Regions from separate parts of the Mus musculus genome. Here region 2 is linked to region 1. Evidence: chromatin contacts called from public promoter capture Hi-C data. All regions are on one chromosome and are shown on one strand. Each heading gives the region's core, a stretch centred on a gene start, on an enhancer-like site or on the middle of the called end of the contact. The rest is flanking DNA. Distances are from core to core; before and after follow the strand shown.

Region 1 (7,522 bases), core at 3,423-5,922:
CATGATTAGTGCACATGTTCATGTTCATGCCTGCTCACATGAGAAACAAACATAATGAACACTGTACGCATAAAGAAAGCCTTTAAAATCTACCTGTGTTAGATAGATGTGAGGTATATCCAGACACTAAGACCTAGAAAGTTTTAAATAGGAATACATAATTGTAAACCTACATATAGTAAATTTTTAAGTTCTAAGTGATTTTAGTGGTAAAAACCCCACTCAATCATATATAAAAATACAAGTATTTGAAAATAATCAGATTAGGAAGAAAATGTGGTTCAAAAAATTAATCACATTACAGGATGGTGTTAATACCTGGGAACTTAAGACATTATCCTGTTTTGTCATATATTGCAGAAAAACTGCTATCAGTAAGTACTGTCATGGTGTGGGCATTGGATACAGATCCCATATACCTATGTAAAACCTTGTATGATTAAAAAAGTCTGAGATCTTTAAAAGCAACATTTTCGGGCAAGACTGAGGAGCAAGAGAGAAGAGATGAATCCATACTTGAGTATCTAGACTTCACAGTTGGATTACAAATATTTTGGCCTTTCCATATAGCTGTCCCATATATCCAGTAGGAATATTCCAAAGCCTCCTTTGAGCAGTTTACAAATTCACAAACCAGGTCAAAGGGAGCTTGTTTATTCTGTTACGTAATCTTGCTTCTCCATTGTGGATGAAGAATGGCTGGACACTCTTACCTGTTGCTCAGAAACAAGAGAGAACAGAGTCAGTGAAAAAACAAACAAACAAACAAACAAACAAACAAACACAAACAAAACAGCTGGCTATAAATTCACTGTGGAGAGGGTAAGACTAGTATTATTCAACAAATGTGACCCTAGAACAAGTGGGAAAAGTGGCAAGCCTCCAATGCCCCAACTTCAGAAAATCTGTAATGGGGTAAGTACAGGATTGTGGAGTAAATCATCTCTAAGGCAGTTCTCTTCTCCTATTCAGCCCTCTCCCTCTGAAATGGACTTGATGAAATACAGAAAATACACATGGCAAGTGGCTCTGCTATACTCGTGTTTCCAATAAGGAAAGGCAAACCAATCACTACTACATTTTTACTAGTCTGTAAAGTCAAACATAGTTTGAATTATATACCCGATATGATTTTATTTCTTTAAAATAGGTACAAAACTAGAAATAATAAAACAAAACAATGTTAATGATTAATAATAACTTAATGGAATAGATCAAAGAACTGATTAAAATTAAACTAAGTAGCTTTCAGCAGAGTTTATTTATTATACTTGTTTTATAAGTAAATCATGGGGTGTTTCTGTAGAGTTTATTGATTCATATTGATTGATATTTTTCTTAAATTCTATTTCATTCTATTTGGAAAATATCCCCCCCTGCTATCATGGGAAATGCTAATAGATGTAAAGGGGCCCACAAGGTTTCCTTCTGAAATGAATTTAAGAATCATTGGGCTAAGTACAAGTAAGTCATGTTTGCTTAGCATAAACCTTGAAGATGTCTTATTTGTACAATAAATTTTATACCAATCTCACATAAAATATATTTTGAGAAATTTCCAAACATCTAATGTCAGGATAGATATTGAATAGAAGTGGACAATATAGCAATACAATATGTGGTATTATCCCAAAAAAGGGTAAAAATTATTTGATATAACTACAATTCTGCCATTCAGATCAGACTTTTAATACAAATTTGATTTACATAAATATAACTGAAATATTTGATTTACATAAATATAACTGAAATATATTTATAATTTATAAATATAACTGAAACAGTTTCTTAACTAGAACCAAAAGGCCTCAATTGAACTACAGTCAAAGTAGATCTTATTTTCTAATTTTGAGGCCTATGTTAAAGTTAGAATTTTTATATTATATATCACTTATTATTGAAGCTTTTCCACCTGAAATTTTGTTATTTAATCAGAGTATGTTTTCTGTTCTCCCCTGAATTCATTAAGCTTTTAAGGAACATTTACATAAAAATGGAAATAGAAGAAGCTATTCATTAGTATTAGAATATTCCTCCATATGAAATCGACTTATTTTTGTGTTTTTCAACATAATAACTGCAATGGCCCTAATAAATACCTACTTCAGTTTTTAAAACCCTTGCAGTAACTTGGTAAGGTAGTTATGATTGCAGTTTCACATACGAAGAAAATGATATCCAGAGAGATCAGTTATGTGTAAAAATAGAAGGAAAACATTCAACTTTAGTCTGATACCAAAAGCCTTCCTCTTTCCACTCTACCTTGTTAGGTTAAATTGTCCATTAATATAACTATATTTCTCTTCTTCATAAGCATCAACAAATGAGACAATATTCTTAATTCAGAGTTTATAGTTGCTATACTCTAATTATACTTTCTGGGCTTACTTCCCTTTTTCTTTGACTGTGATTGAATGACCTATAAATTAGAAGCCATACTTCATTACTGCCTTTCCCCAGAATTCTTTGTTCTCTAAAAGTACAAGCAAAGCTAATTAAAAAAAAATAAGCATTGGAGAAAAAACGCAAAGCAGACAAAACCCGAGTTTGTCTCATTTAAAGAAGAACAATAGCAACGGACATCTTGCCTCAAGAGTAGGCAGTATTCTATGTAGACTCAGCATTGTATTGTGGATACATGAAAGATATGAAAATATGGTCCATAATCTCTCATGTTTACAAAGTGGCTGGTAAACTAAACATATTGTCTGGATCTGATCATATTATTTACTGCTTAATCCATTCCCCTCAATGAACAGCGTGTACATTCTGTTGTACATCAAGGAACTGTAAATAGGATGTGATCATGACTGGGGGAGCCACAGAGTGAAGACATCCCGGATCAGCTGGTTCATGCAGGCAGTAGACAGAACAGGAATGATTTAAAAAGCAAGGACAGAGAACCAGCCACAGCACATGGATGTGTCAGAGTGGAAGTTGGAGACAGCAAATGGATGGGACAGAATCCAACAGGGCCCTGGATAAAACTACTGGAGCCAGTGTCCTCTACAGCCTTTGACCAACCACACCAACACTTCTTTAGGCACTTTCTTTTCATCTGTCTCATATTCCACAGGCAGCTGCATTGGAAGGATATGAAAGAGGTACCTTCATCCTTAATATAGAGCTCCTGAAAGTCTAAGACATATTAATAACTAAATGATCCCTTACCAGTGAAAGGTCAAGTCACTGAGTTGCTGGTACCATCCTTGTAGCTCCCCTTACAGTTCACTGTAAGTGCAGGAGGGCCATGATAATGCTGGGATGGCTCCGGGAAGCCAGCTTGGATTTTGGAATTGGTCTTGGGGATATTGATAAACCATCAGGAGTTGTTGTTTCTATCAATGATTAATGATATATTGGGAACTATCAAACATATGGACCATGCTAGAAAGAAGTAAGGACCAAAGACAGGAAGGTCCCTGTGCTACTTTAAAGATGAATAGATTATGTGCAAAGGCCTGCACAAGAAACTAGGTTCCATCTCATCTCAAGGACACTACATTCTGTGTTCCAAAAACTATTTCCTTCATTTATGAATGCACACTTAACTTGGACTTTTATGAACTGCAAATATCTATTTCAAGTGGAAAATTTCTTCCTTAAAATATTATTTATGTAAAAATGTCCTTTTTAGTCAAGAAAAAGCATAAAAATAGACCAAAGCAAAAAACTATTCTCACTTTGCTTGCAGAGTTCAATAAAATGTTGGAAGCTTTCTATATTGTCTGTAGATGGTTTAGGACATTCACTGTTTGATATGTAACACTTTGTCTCAATCTGGATAGAATTTTAATCTTTTTTTCCTCATAGGAAATACAAGTATGATAAAGGGGACGGAGGAAGCTGGGATTTAAGAATTGTTTCAGAAGCTTGGCATGACCTGCTTCTTGTTACATCTTCTAAGTCCCAAATCCAAGCAGTTAGCTTTCTTTATACTCCCAGGTCGCTTTCTTCACTTCCTTTTTTTTTTTTTTTTGTCTGCAGCTTCAATGTGACATACCCACTTTTTTCTCACTGGATTTTCATACCTCACATAACCAGGACACACAGGTTTCTCAAAATGTGCGAGCAACACCAAGGTAAGCTTTGACAAGCTGACAGTACAATCTCACGTCTCTTTCATCCTTGCCCAATCCTGTAGGCATCCTACACTGATTAAGTCTCAGCAGCCCAGTCACTTGTTTGCACGCGGGGGCGTTTTATGAGACTTGGCCTTGGCACTTTACCTCTATTTCTGGACGAGAGAGGAGTTGAGAGAAGGAAAAGCTGTAAAGCAAACAAACAAACAAATCTGGCTCTTTCCTGAGGCCACCGCGAAGGGGCGGTTCGGCTCCTAGCCCGTCAGGACGTGCCCCGCCCCAACTCTCGTCCTCACCTCCCGGCAAGACCGCCACCGGAAGAGGGCGTGGCCTCCGTCGTGGGCGTGGCGCACAGCTGCGAGAGGCTGGACTGTGCATTAGCGGGGGCGTGGCTAGAAAGGGGGCAGGGCGGGGTCTTAGAGTAGGCGGGACCGGGCCGGGCGGGCGCTCGGCGCCTACCCGGCTTGCCGGAGCCACTCGCGCTCCTGCGCCCCGCCAGGCCGGGTTCACGTGAAGCGCCGGCCCTCCGCCCCTCCCTCCCTTCCTTCCCTCCCCCCCTCCCTGTCCCCTCCTCCTGCGGCGCCCGCTCTGGCTCCCCCGGGCCCCCTGCCCGGCTGGGCGCTGACAGCAGCGGCGGGGGTCCCCGCAGCCGCCGCTGTGTCCCGCGCAGGCTCGGGCTGGGCCCGCGGAGCCCCCGGCGCGGCCATGAACCGACCCCTGTCGGCGGAGGCGGAGGAGGAACTGGAGTGGCAAGTGGCGAGTCGCAGGAGGAAGGCCTGGGCCAAGTGCCGCAGCTCCTGGCAGGCGTCGGAGACCGAGGATCTGTCCACAGAGACGACGACGCAGGACGAGGACGAGGACGACGAGGAGGACCTCCCAGGCACGAAGCTGCCGGCACCCGCGGGGCGAGGTCGGTGCGCGGGACAGGGACGTGCGATCAGGGAGGTGGCGTGCTCCGTGCCACCGGGCGCGGGGACCGGACGCCCCCGAACTTTAAATGCGCGCGTGACCCGCGCTTCAGCTCCAGCATGTGCACCTGGCTGCCGGCTGGCTCCCCTGGGTCGGGCGCCGGGAAGGCTCTCGGAGGCTACGGGTTGCCAGGGCAGATTCTCCTGCAAGGGAGTGTCAGGATGGCACAGCCTCTGAGTACTTATGTTTGGGGTCTTTAACGAGCTGTCCCTTCGCTCTACTCCCGCAGGAAACGTGCCCAACGAGAAGATCGCGATATGGCTCAAAGACTGCCGGTAAGTAAAGCGGGGGTTGCCTGGGGGAGAAGCGAGGGGGTTCGACTTCGTCTCTGGGTCCCGTGGTCACTGTAAGCTAGGAACCGGAAAGTGAGCCGGCCGATAGCTTCCTTCTAGAAGCGATTAGAACTGGAAGTGCTGTGGCCGCTGATTATTTGGTGACCGAGTTGACGACTTCAGCAGTCCGGGCATGATGTCAGCAGCAGATCAGAAACTAAAACAGGTCACAGTGATGCTACTTTGGCTGGTCGTGCTTTCTCTTGAAATAATTTTGATGTTTCACAGAACCTTTTATTTTTCTTTATTTTGGCATCTGCATATCTGGCATAGAATCATTTTCCTTTCAAACGTGTTATAGACGAGTTTAATTTACTTAGCTACACTAACTGGGGTTTAATTTGTGTTGTGTGCCTTAGGTCTCTCTGGGGACCTATTAAAACTAGCCAACTTGCTCCTTGGAGTTTAAGTCCTGGGACAGGGTTTTGTCAGATGGCATTGGAATTCGCAGAAGGAAATGGAGCTTTGAAGGCATTCATACTTTATGAGTCTGTTTAGTTACATACTTTGGCAACCTGCACAAAAATGTTTGATAAAATACAGAGGAGATGGGTTTTATTACAAGTAAATTTGACTAAAGTAAAATGTGTTTTACTTCTATTTTTTCCCCCAGTTTATTTGCTCTTTGAAAAACCTTGTGTGTGAAGACTATAACTTTTAAACTTTGGTTGGCATTTGCTTCTGGGCATATTATTGTTTTCGCAAATTATGTTTATCCTAGGGATTATTTGGTTGTTGGTTTTTTTTTTTTTTTCTGTTTCTTTTTGAAAGCTACTCACATATGGAATTATTTTTTTTTTTTTTCCCTGTAAAGACCAATAGCTGTCTCTGTCTTAGTTCATAACTGGAGCCATACTGATTGTTAGCTGCAGAATTTTACTTAGGCATCATAGACTCGTCTGAAATATTATGGGATGTATAGGCATTCCTTTTAAAGATGCACAGAGGCAAATACATTGCTTCAAGACATCTTTAGGTTAACCATCAGCCTCTTTTAACCCCTTGATTTTCAGATGACAAGAATATGGCCTTTACAAAGCACAGTACTATACTGTGTGCCAGGGGCTCGCCATCAAACAGTGTTAGATTAGAAGGCTGAGATTTTTAAATGTACATCTTCAGAACTTTCTAGGAGAGAACTTACAAAGCAGCATCTCTGACGTTTCCACATCAAGGAGGGAACGGAGTAGTCTGTCCTTGCGTTTATTCAGGACTTTAAAGTTTACATCTTGGTCTCATTTAAAATCCACTCCTTAATATGTTATTGGCTTACACTGAAAACAGGTCTTAAAATTTCTAGCGTTTTTATCTCAAGGGGATAGTCGAAGGATTTTTCTTTTTCAAATGTAAGAACAAGAGAAAAATCACATTTCAAAAATGATATATAGGAATTGAGATTGTAGAAGAAATCATATCAAGGAGATGGAAAATAAAAACAGTTTTTAGATAAATGAAGTAGTCTAATGCTAACACTGACCAGGACTCAGGACTGGTCCAGAAAATTCCAGAAGTATCATTGCTAAACTTAATGTGCACAGATTATATAATTATCTAAGGAAACCTGTCGTAGATTTCTTTCTTGTTCATGTACTTACCCCTATTCAATGTACAAGTAGTTTTTGTGTGTACCTGAGATGATCATTAACATAATTTGTATATTGTATGCAGATAGATGATCTGAAAGACATTTTCCTTCCTTGGTAAATTCTGCAATACTGTTTCCTCATTGCTATCCATATTCAGGGTAAAGATGTCATGTTTTTTCTTTTCCAGTGGAGTCTTTATTCTGATAACTATATTGATTTATTTACTAACCAAATGACTTGACACAATGTCTAAGAAGCAGTAGAAGATTCTGGTGGGATTTGGAGGGAGGTGTCCAGAAGTAGAGAACTGCTTTTGAAGAAGTCCAGTTACGTTCTGCCTACTTGCCATTTTCTGTCAGTGAAGAATAGCATGGGCAGCTGTGGACACAGGCCACTGTAGTGTTTGGGCCCAACTAAGGAAAGAGCTACCAGGAGGGAAAAAAAGATTTTTAATGATACAAATGTGAAATGTTTGCAAAACCCTAAAATTGAAGTTCTGTCAGGGCCCATATGGTACTTGCTGGTGATTCTTCTTCAACTCCAGTCTCAAAAG
Region 2 (7,522 bases), core at 1,975-4,474, 950 kb after region 1:
ATACTTAATTAGACTTAATTTGTCAAATAATTAGACAATGATGAACTATTCTTTGTTAAAGTACAATACTGTAATATTTTAATATTTAAATTGTTAATGTGTAAATAGATCTGTACATATGATTACATGTATATATTACTTACATAGTTAAAGTATAAAACTGTAGTATTTTAATAATATCAAACTTCATAAATCTTAAATTGTTAATGTGTAAATATATCTGTATATATGATAATTTCAAATAACTCTTAAAAGAATGGCCTTATAAGCTAATCTTTTAGGTAATGTCAATGTTGAGACAGCTTCCTCCCTATTAATCCATCTACTGAATGTTTTCGCTAGCATTGGAGTACCAGGTGTATTATTCCAGTGTTGAGACATTCTCATCTCAATGGGAGAGATGTGAAGCTAGCTAACAAAATGCAGTGTTTAAGTAGGATTGTGAAAGACTTGAGACAGTGGGAGATGTTAGACTAGGAAAGATGGGACTATGTGTAAGATCATTTATTCCAGCTTTAGAAGCTCACCACCATTTGAATTCCATTCTAGGGGATCTAATACCTTCTCCTAGCCTTGGTGCACATCAGGCACACACACATGCTGCAGAGATACATGCATTCCAAACACTCATGCTTATAAAGCTTTAAAATCTAAAAGAAAAAATAAAAGTAAATGAAAGATTATGTGATTTATACTGTCATAATAACGTAGATAACATGAACCTTATACGCACATGGGGAACAGATCTTGCTTCTTTGGCAAGATATCTGAACAAATGCTTCACTCTGTAGCCAGCTGGGAAGAGGTAGGCTGGCAATTCCACAGGCTAAAGGATTCAAAGTCAACCTAAAAGGCCAGCAAAATGGCTCAGAGCAGAAAGGCACTTGCAGCTAAGCCTGATGGTCCCAGGAACCCTCTGAGGTGGAATAAGAATGTTCTCACAAGCTCTCCTCTAACCTCCACACACATCTGCTCTCTCTTCCTCTCACAAAATAAACATCAGATGCATTTAACATGAACACTGTCAATTTCAGCCAGCTCTGATCAAAGCCTTGTGAGCTAGATAATGCCCTCAATATTACTCTTCCCATAAGGAACCCAGAAGCCAAGGAGGCAAAAAATATTTCAAAAAGCTATAAAAAATATGTACGTGCTGAAATATACAGCATTTCTGTAACTCAAATGCTTGGCAATTAGGTCAATCACATTCACGCATTTTCCATTCTAGTCAACACAAGAGCCTGAATGAAGTTTCTCAAAACAGGAAGTGAGAAACACTGAGAAAAGGCAGCGATCTGGAATCCGAAGTTTAAATGCTTAGAATTCCACTTACTATTACCCATGGAATTAAAGTATCAAAGTTTGTTTATACTTATACTATAAAAATGTTTAGTGACTTGGCCAAATTAAAGACAGTATTTTACTCAAATACTCAAATCACTTTTAAGGTTACTCTCACTTCCTCTTCTAGAAACCATCATAACCATTTCCTCTAACCACAAAACCACAGGTCTGGTAGCTTTTAGGAACATTTGACTTGCTGGGGTTTCGCATATAGAACTTAATTTCCAAATTTCTTAAGCAGTGAAATTCAAAGGCTCTCATCACTGCAACGTATACAAGCTTAATTCTTCCAACCCCCATGAAGTTACGATCAAGGGGTGGATGTCATGGTCATGGCACAAACGCAATGGGTTCTTCCTAGCTCCAAACTGTGCTGGGTGTAGAGACAATCATTAAAGCCAAGTGAGTAACCAGAACAACACAGCTATCCCATTCCCAACGTTTACTATTATTCATTTAGAGAGTGTGCTTCAGAATTGCAGTGTCAAAAGCTAACTGTATAAACTGAATAAAACAAGTTTATACTGGAATGCTTTGATTCTAAATTTTAAAAAGAATCTTCAGGATACTCACAAGCAACCTATATCCTTTTGATATGGTCAAAAGTATATTTCACGATATATAGATAGATAGATAGATACACACACACACACACACACATATATAATTTTATAAACAAGATTATTAAAGAAAAGACACAGATACACAGAACCCCGCAAGGATGGACTGGTATAAAGTGTACCAAAAGGAAACTTTTTCTCTTTACCAAATTCAGTGAGGCTTAAAATAAATGGATTTGAGGTTGTTTCCCTCTAAGGTAAATTAATGGCAATCCTTTTCCACCTTTAGATCTACTTTTCTTCACTTCGATACAGCCTTCCACTCCCTAATCTGAAGACACTCAGATTTTCAATGGGTCCACTGTCTAGTTGCTCAAATCCTCGTACTATGTTGCGAAGGAGATAGCAACGGGAGCACACTCGGTCTTTATTTTATACAGCCATTGTACTTTAAGGAATGGTGCTTTGGTGCTAATCAGATAGGGTTGGGAAAACTAAAATGAGGAGGAGTAGGGAGTAAAGGTGGTTATTCCTGTTCTAGTGACTCACAGCCTACAAGTATTTCAGACGAAAACCGGTTCCACCCTCACTTCCCCCTCCGGTCCATCTTCAAAATGAAATTATCCCAAACGTCAACACGCTGTCGTGGGGGTGAGGGGCTTGATTCAGGGAACGAAAAATCAAGTGGCCAAGTGGGGACCAGAGGGTCGATCGCCGCATTCCCACACTCGCAAGCCAAGAACCCCGGGCCCGTTCGCCGCAGCCCGGGAAGGCCGCGCGCCCTCCTTTCCTCCCCGCAAACCAGAGCGCCGCGGCGGCCATGCGCGGCCCGGCCGGTTCCCGCCGCCGGGAGCCGGGAAATGGCTCCCGCCTGCCCGCCCCGCGGCTCACTCTAGGCCGCGGCGCATCCCGGAGGCCCCGCGCGAGCAGGCCGAGCTGGCGCCCGCGGCCTTTTCCCCCGCCGCACCCCGCCCGGCCTCGCCGGCCCGTGCGCACCTTCTTGATGTTGTAGAGGCGCGTGAGCATGCCGACGCCCCGGTCGTTGAGGATGGTGAGCTTCTCCGCCAGCTTCTGCTGACTGGGCTGCAGCACGGAGCGCGACATGGTGCGGCCGCCGCCGCCGCCACCGCCGCCGGGCGCGCTACTCCCCGGCTCGCCGCCTCCCTCAGGCCCGCCCGCCTGCCCGCCCGCGACCTCCGCCTCAGCGCGGCGCGCCCATGCCGTGCGCCCACCCGCGCCGTGACACAGCAGCCGCGGCGCTCGCTTCCGCCCGCCGCCCTTCCGCCTCCACCCGCGGCGCTCTCCGCCCCAGTACACCCCCCACTCCCGGGCCGCCTTTCCCGGCTCCTCCGCTAGGTGTGGCGGCGGCGGCGGCGGCTGAGAACGAGTCGGCTTCCCGCAGCCGGGACCGGCGCTCGGTCACCTGATCGGCCGCGCCGGCGCCCCCGCGAGGCCGCCGGGAGAACTGCGGCCGGAGCCCGGGGTCCGGAGCGCCCCGCCCCGCCTCCTCCGCTCCGGGGACCCCCAAGCCGCGGTCCTGGACTTCCCCCGAAGTTGTCCCCGCTCCCCACGCCCCAGGGCCCGCACCGCCGTGGGGACGGGGACGGTGTGTTTCGGGAGACTTTGGCCCCGAGAGGAGCCTGGCGGCTCCGAGCTTGTTTTCCTCCCACGCCTTGACAGACGCTCCAGGGAGAACGCGGCAGATGTGTGCTCCGCACGGCGGGCAGCGCCTCGCCACCTCCCGGTGCTCGCTCCCGCCTCCAGCTGGCTTCGGAGGAAGGAGGTCGGAAGTAAGGGCAGCTCGAGTTCCTTAGATTATTATGAAGGGACTTATCATGGACCAGCACCCATCCGGAGGAGACACGAATAGGCTCTGGCATGTGGTAAGCAAAATAAAAAAGCAAAATAAAAAACAAAACAAATTTTGTTCCGAGTAAGAGGGTTCGCTCCCAGCCTCCACCATAAATCCCAATCGTTTCTGGAATTCTACTTTTCCACCCCATCACCAACCAAATATTGTTTGTCATCATCTCACTCCGTGTCCACTCCTCATCACACAGGGTTTCAAACTGGAACAAATTGTGTCTCCATGTGAATGACTACAATGAAAACTTGCACTCCAGGGGACTTGGGATATTTGGGGCTTTACCTAATATAGTCTAATTGTGTATCGTATTCATGAATTTAAATCAATCAACCCACCACCTTCTATAACAAGGCATTCTGAAGTTAGTAAGAAAATGGATTCACAGGCGGACAGTGGTGTTGCACACCTTTAATCCCAGCACTTGGGAGGCAGAGACAGACAGATTTCTGAGTTCGAGGCCAGCCTGGTCTACAGAGTGAGTTCCAGGACAGCCAGGACTATACAGAGAAACCAGTATTGAAAAACCAAAAAAAAAAAAAAAAAAAAAAATGGATTCACCAAAGCAACTTTGTAGTGAAATGTAACAAATTGTTTCTAAGACATTTTAAAAAGCTACTGTAGCGCCTAGTCTTCCAGAACTCTACCAGAGAGTATACAGAATTCCTTAAGGGCTGTTTAATACTCCTGGTGAAGGCTGGGCATGGTGGCACATGCCTTTCTTCTCAGCACTTGGGAGGCAGAGGTAGGCCAGGACTATACAGAGAAACTCTGTCTCTAAAGACTTCTGACACTCAGGGGGCAGAGGTGGGCAGCCAGAGGTACACAGAAAAATCCTGTCTCAAAACAAAAAAAGTTCTAGTCCTGCCAAAAACATCTTAACATTTATCTGTCGGTGTGCAGTCTACATAGAGCTACATACCTTGAATGTATATTCTTTCTCTACCTCCACCCCCCCCTCCGTTCACGTCTCTCTCTTTTCATCTCAAAGACCATCTATTTAGCTCTATTGAGCTCTATTGAGCTATTTGTTCTGTTATTGACTAATTGAGGCATTTAACTTACTTGGTTTCTTGATAAGCTGGTAGTTAGCATTTAAGTTTACCGGAGGCTGGGGGCTGAAGTCTGAGACAATTAAGAGGACACTGAGAAGGAAACGCTGCTGTGAGGGATTGGGGACAGCCAGGTAAGAAAATGTACATGTGCTGGGTGGAACGAGCGGTGTGTGTGTCTTTAGGAAACCGGGATCATTTCTATCAAGACGGCGGACAACAGCATTTTTTAAAGATTTTATTTTATTTTATTTTATGTGTATTTTGACCTCCATGAATAAATGCACTGTGCTCAAGTCTGGTGTACCCAGAGGCCAGAATAGGCTGTCAGATGTAAAACAACTCTTACAGAACTTTTGTTTCTTTGTAGTTTGAGGTAGAAGAGGATGTTGTTTTGTTTTGTTGTCTTTTATAATGCCATCTCACTCTATAACTCAGGCTGGCCTTGAAGGCTTAGTTGTTGTTTTAGCTACTTTAATAGTGTGATTAAAATACTATAACCAAGGCAACATATGAAATAACTTATTTAATTGAGAACTCATATTCAGAGCATTAGAGTCCATGACCATTGTGAGGGATGTGGTGGCAGCAGGTAGGCAGGCCTGGTGCTGGAGCAATAACTGAGAGCTTACAACTTGATCTCCAAGTATGAAGCAGAAACCTAACTAGGCATGCCATGTGCTTTTGAAACCTCAAAGCCCATCCATACTTCTTCCAACAAGGCCACAGTTCCTAATCCTTCCCAAACAGTTCTACCAGCTGGGAATCAAGTGTTCGAACCTGAGCCTATGGGGATCTTTTGCATTCAAACCACCACAGTTCTCCTCTCCTGCTGAGATTATAGGCATGTAGAGCATGCCTGGCTTCCATATGAACTTGAATAGTTGCAACTGTTTATACCTTAGAGTAGCCAAGAGAAGAAATCTGTAGATAATGTGTTTGTTGGGGTTATTGTCATAGTCACTGTCCTATTACTGTGAAGACATGTGTCTACCATGACTAAAGCAGCTCATAAAAAAGAAAGCATTTAATTGGGGGCTCGCTGACAGTTTCAGAGGCTTAATCTGTTATCACCATGGAAGAAAGCATGACAGCAGGAAGCCTGGCATGTTGGTGCTAAAGACTACATCCTGATTCAAAGGCAAAGAGAGATTCTAGGCTTGGTATGGGCTTTTAAAACCTCAAAAGCCCACCCACAGTGACACAGTTCTTCCAAGAAGGCCACACCTCCTAATCCTTCTAATTCTTTCAAATAGTGCTACTCCCTGGTGACTAAACATTCAAATATATGAACCTGTACGGGGCCGTTCTTATTCAGACCACCACAGTTACTATTGCTATGATAAAACACCATAACCAAAGTAACTTGGGGAGGAAAGAGTTTATTGGATTTATACTTCCACATCACAGTTCATCATCAAAGTCAAGACAAGAACTCAAGGAGGGCAGGAACCTGGAGGTAGTAGCTGACACAGAGACCATGGAGGAGTGGTGCTTCCTTGCTTGCTCCTCGTGGTTTGCTCAGCCTATTTTCTTCCCCCTATCCTCATAAAATAGGGATTCTTTATGTAGCCCTGGCTGTCCTGGAACTCACTCTGTAGGCCAGCCCATACCAAGCCTAGAATCTCTCTCTGCCTTTGAATCAGGATGTATTCTTTAGCACCAACATGCCAGGCTTCCTGCTGTCATGCTTTCTTCCATGGTGATATCGGATTAATCCTCTGAAACTGTCAGCGAGCCCCCAATTAAATGCTTTCTTTTTTATGAGCTGCTTTAGTCATGGTAGACACATGTCTTCACAGTAAGACCCTCTCCTTGACTCTGGCCTTGGAAGTCCCTTCCTTTCCTTTTCTGCCCAGCTATAGGCTTATAAAATAGTCAGGAAATGCTTCATAAAAATGACAATCTGGAGGTCCAGACTGCTAACTGCTATCTCTAGGTACAGAAATCAGCATGTGGATGAATACACAGTGCACAAAAACATCACCCAACACACACACACACACACACACACACACACACACACACACACACACACACGCTCGTAGTTTTTAAAAAGTTCTTTTCACTTAGTCAAGAGAATTAGATATCCCAAATGATATAGGCGATAGCCATTGTCCTTGGTTGCCTCTAAACAGAGCAAAAGTAAAAGGCAAGACTTTATAGCTGAAGACACTACACACTTCACACATAGGACTTGGAAGAATTGAGCTGGAACTGATCTGAAAGCCTCCTACCTGAAGATTGGCCTTCATAATATGGGAAGGTGTTACACAAGCTGCCAAGAGAGGAAAAAAAATCAGTTGTCCTACCCAGATGTAAGTCTACCAAGCAGAAAAATAACCACTCTGGCAAGAAATCCGCAAGGGTGCAATGGTGGCACTTATGTATTGGGAATAACAACTCTCTAACTGGACTTAAGGTTCACTCAATAGAATGGAAGCCATGCCTGGTACTGGAAACTTAGCTAACTGTGGTTGGTCATAGACCCTAGAGAAGAACTACTACTGCATGTTTTCTAAAGCAATATAATTCCTAGCTGCATTCTAAATGCTACTATGTATGCCCATAGATAAGTAACTCTAGCTTCTCATGAAAGAGGCTTCTCTTTACAGCAGATGGAAACTGTTACAGGGATTCATCCACTTGTCAAAATGCAGAGAATCAGTGGCTGTGGGCTGCCCAACCCAACTGATGTATCT

The links. Promoter capture Hi-C pulls out the DNA fragments that hold promoters and counts their contacts.
Region 2: a contact with region 1 is called in a promoter capture Hi-C map of pre-B cells. The contact joins the promoter of Nckap1 here to the promoter of Itprid2 in region 1. A contact is called at or near these places in 3 of 39 promoter capture datasets (liver and pre-B cells).

Annotation. Positions count from the first base shown.
Region 1 is chr2:79,630,753-79,638,274 of GRCm38.p6, forward strand. It overlaps Itprid2 (ITPR interacting domain containing 2), which reads left to right and starts at 4,673. Exons shown (of 18, transcript NM_080558.4): 1 at 4,673-4,992; 2 at 5,281-5,326. The coding sequence starts at 4,788. It overlaps Gm46751 (a long non-coding RNA gene), which reads right to left and starts at 4,310. Exons shown (of 2, transcript XR_001783386.2): 1 at 4,230-4,310; 2 at 1-713.
Region 2 is chr2:80,577,958-80,585,479 of GRCm38.p6, forward strand. Nckap1 (NCK-associated protein 1) reads right to left here and starts at 3,225. Exons shown (of 31, transcript NM_016965.3): 1 at 2,901-3,225. The coding sequence starts at 3,008. It also overlaps the pseudogene Gm13688.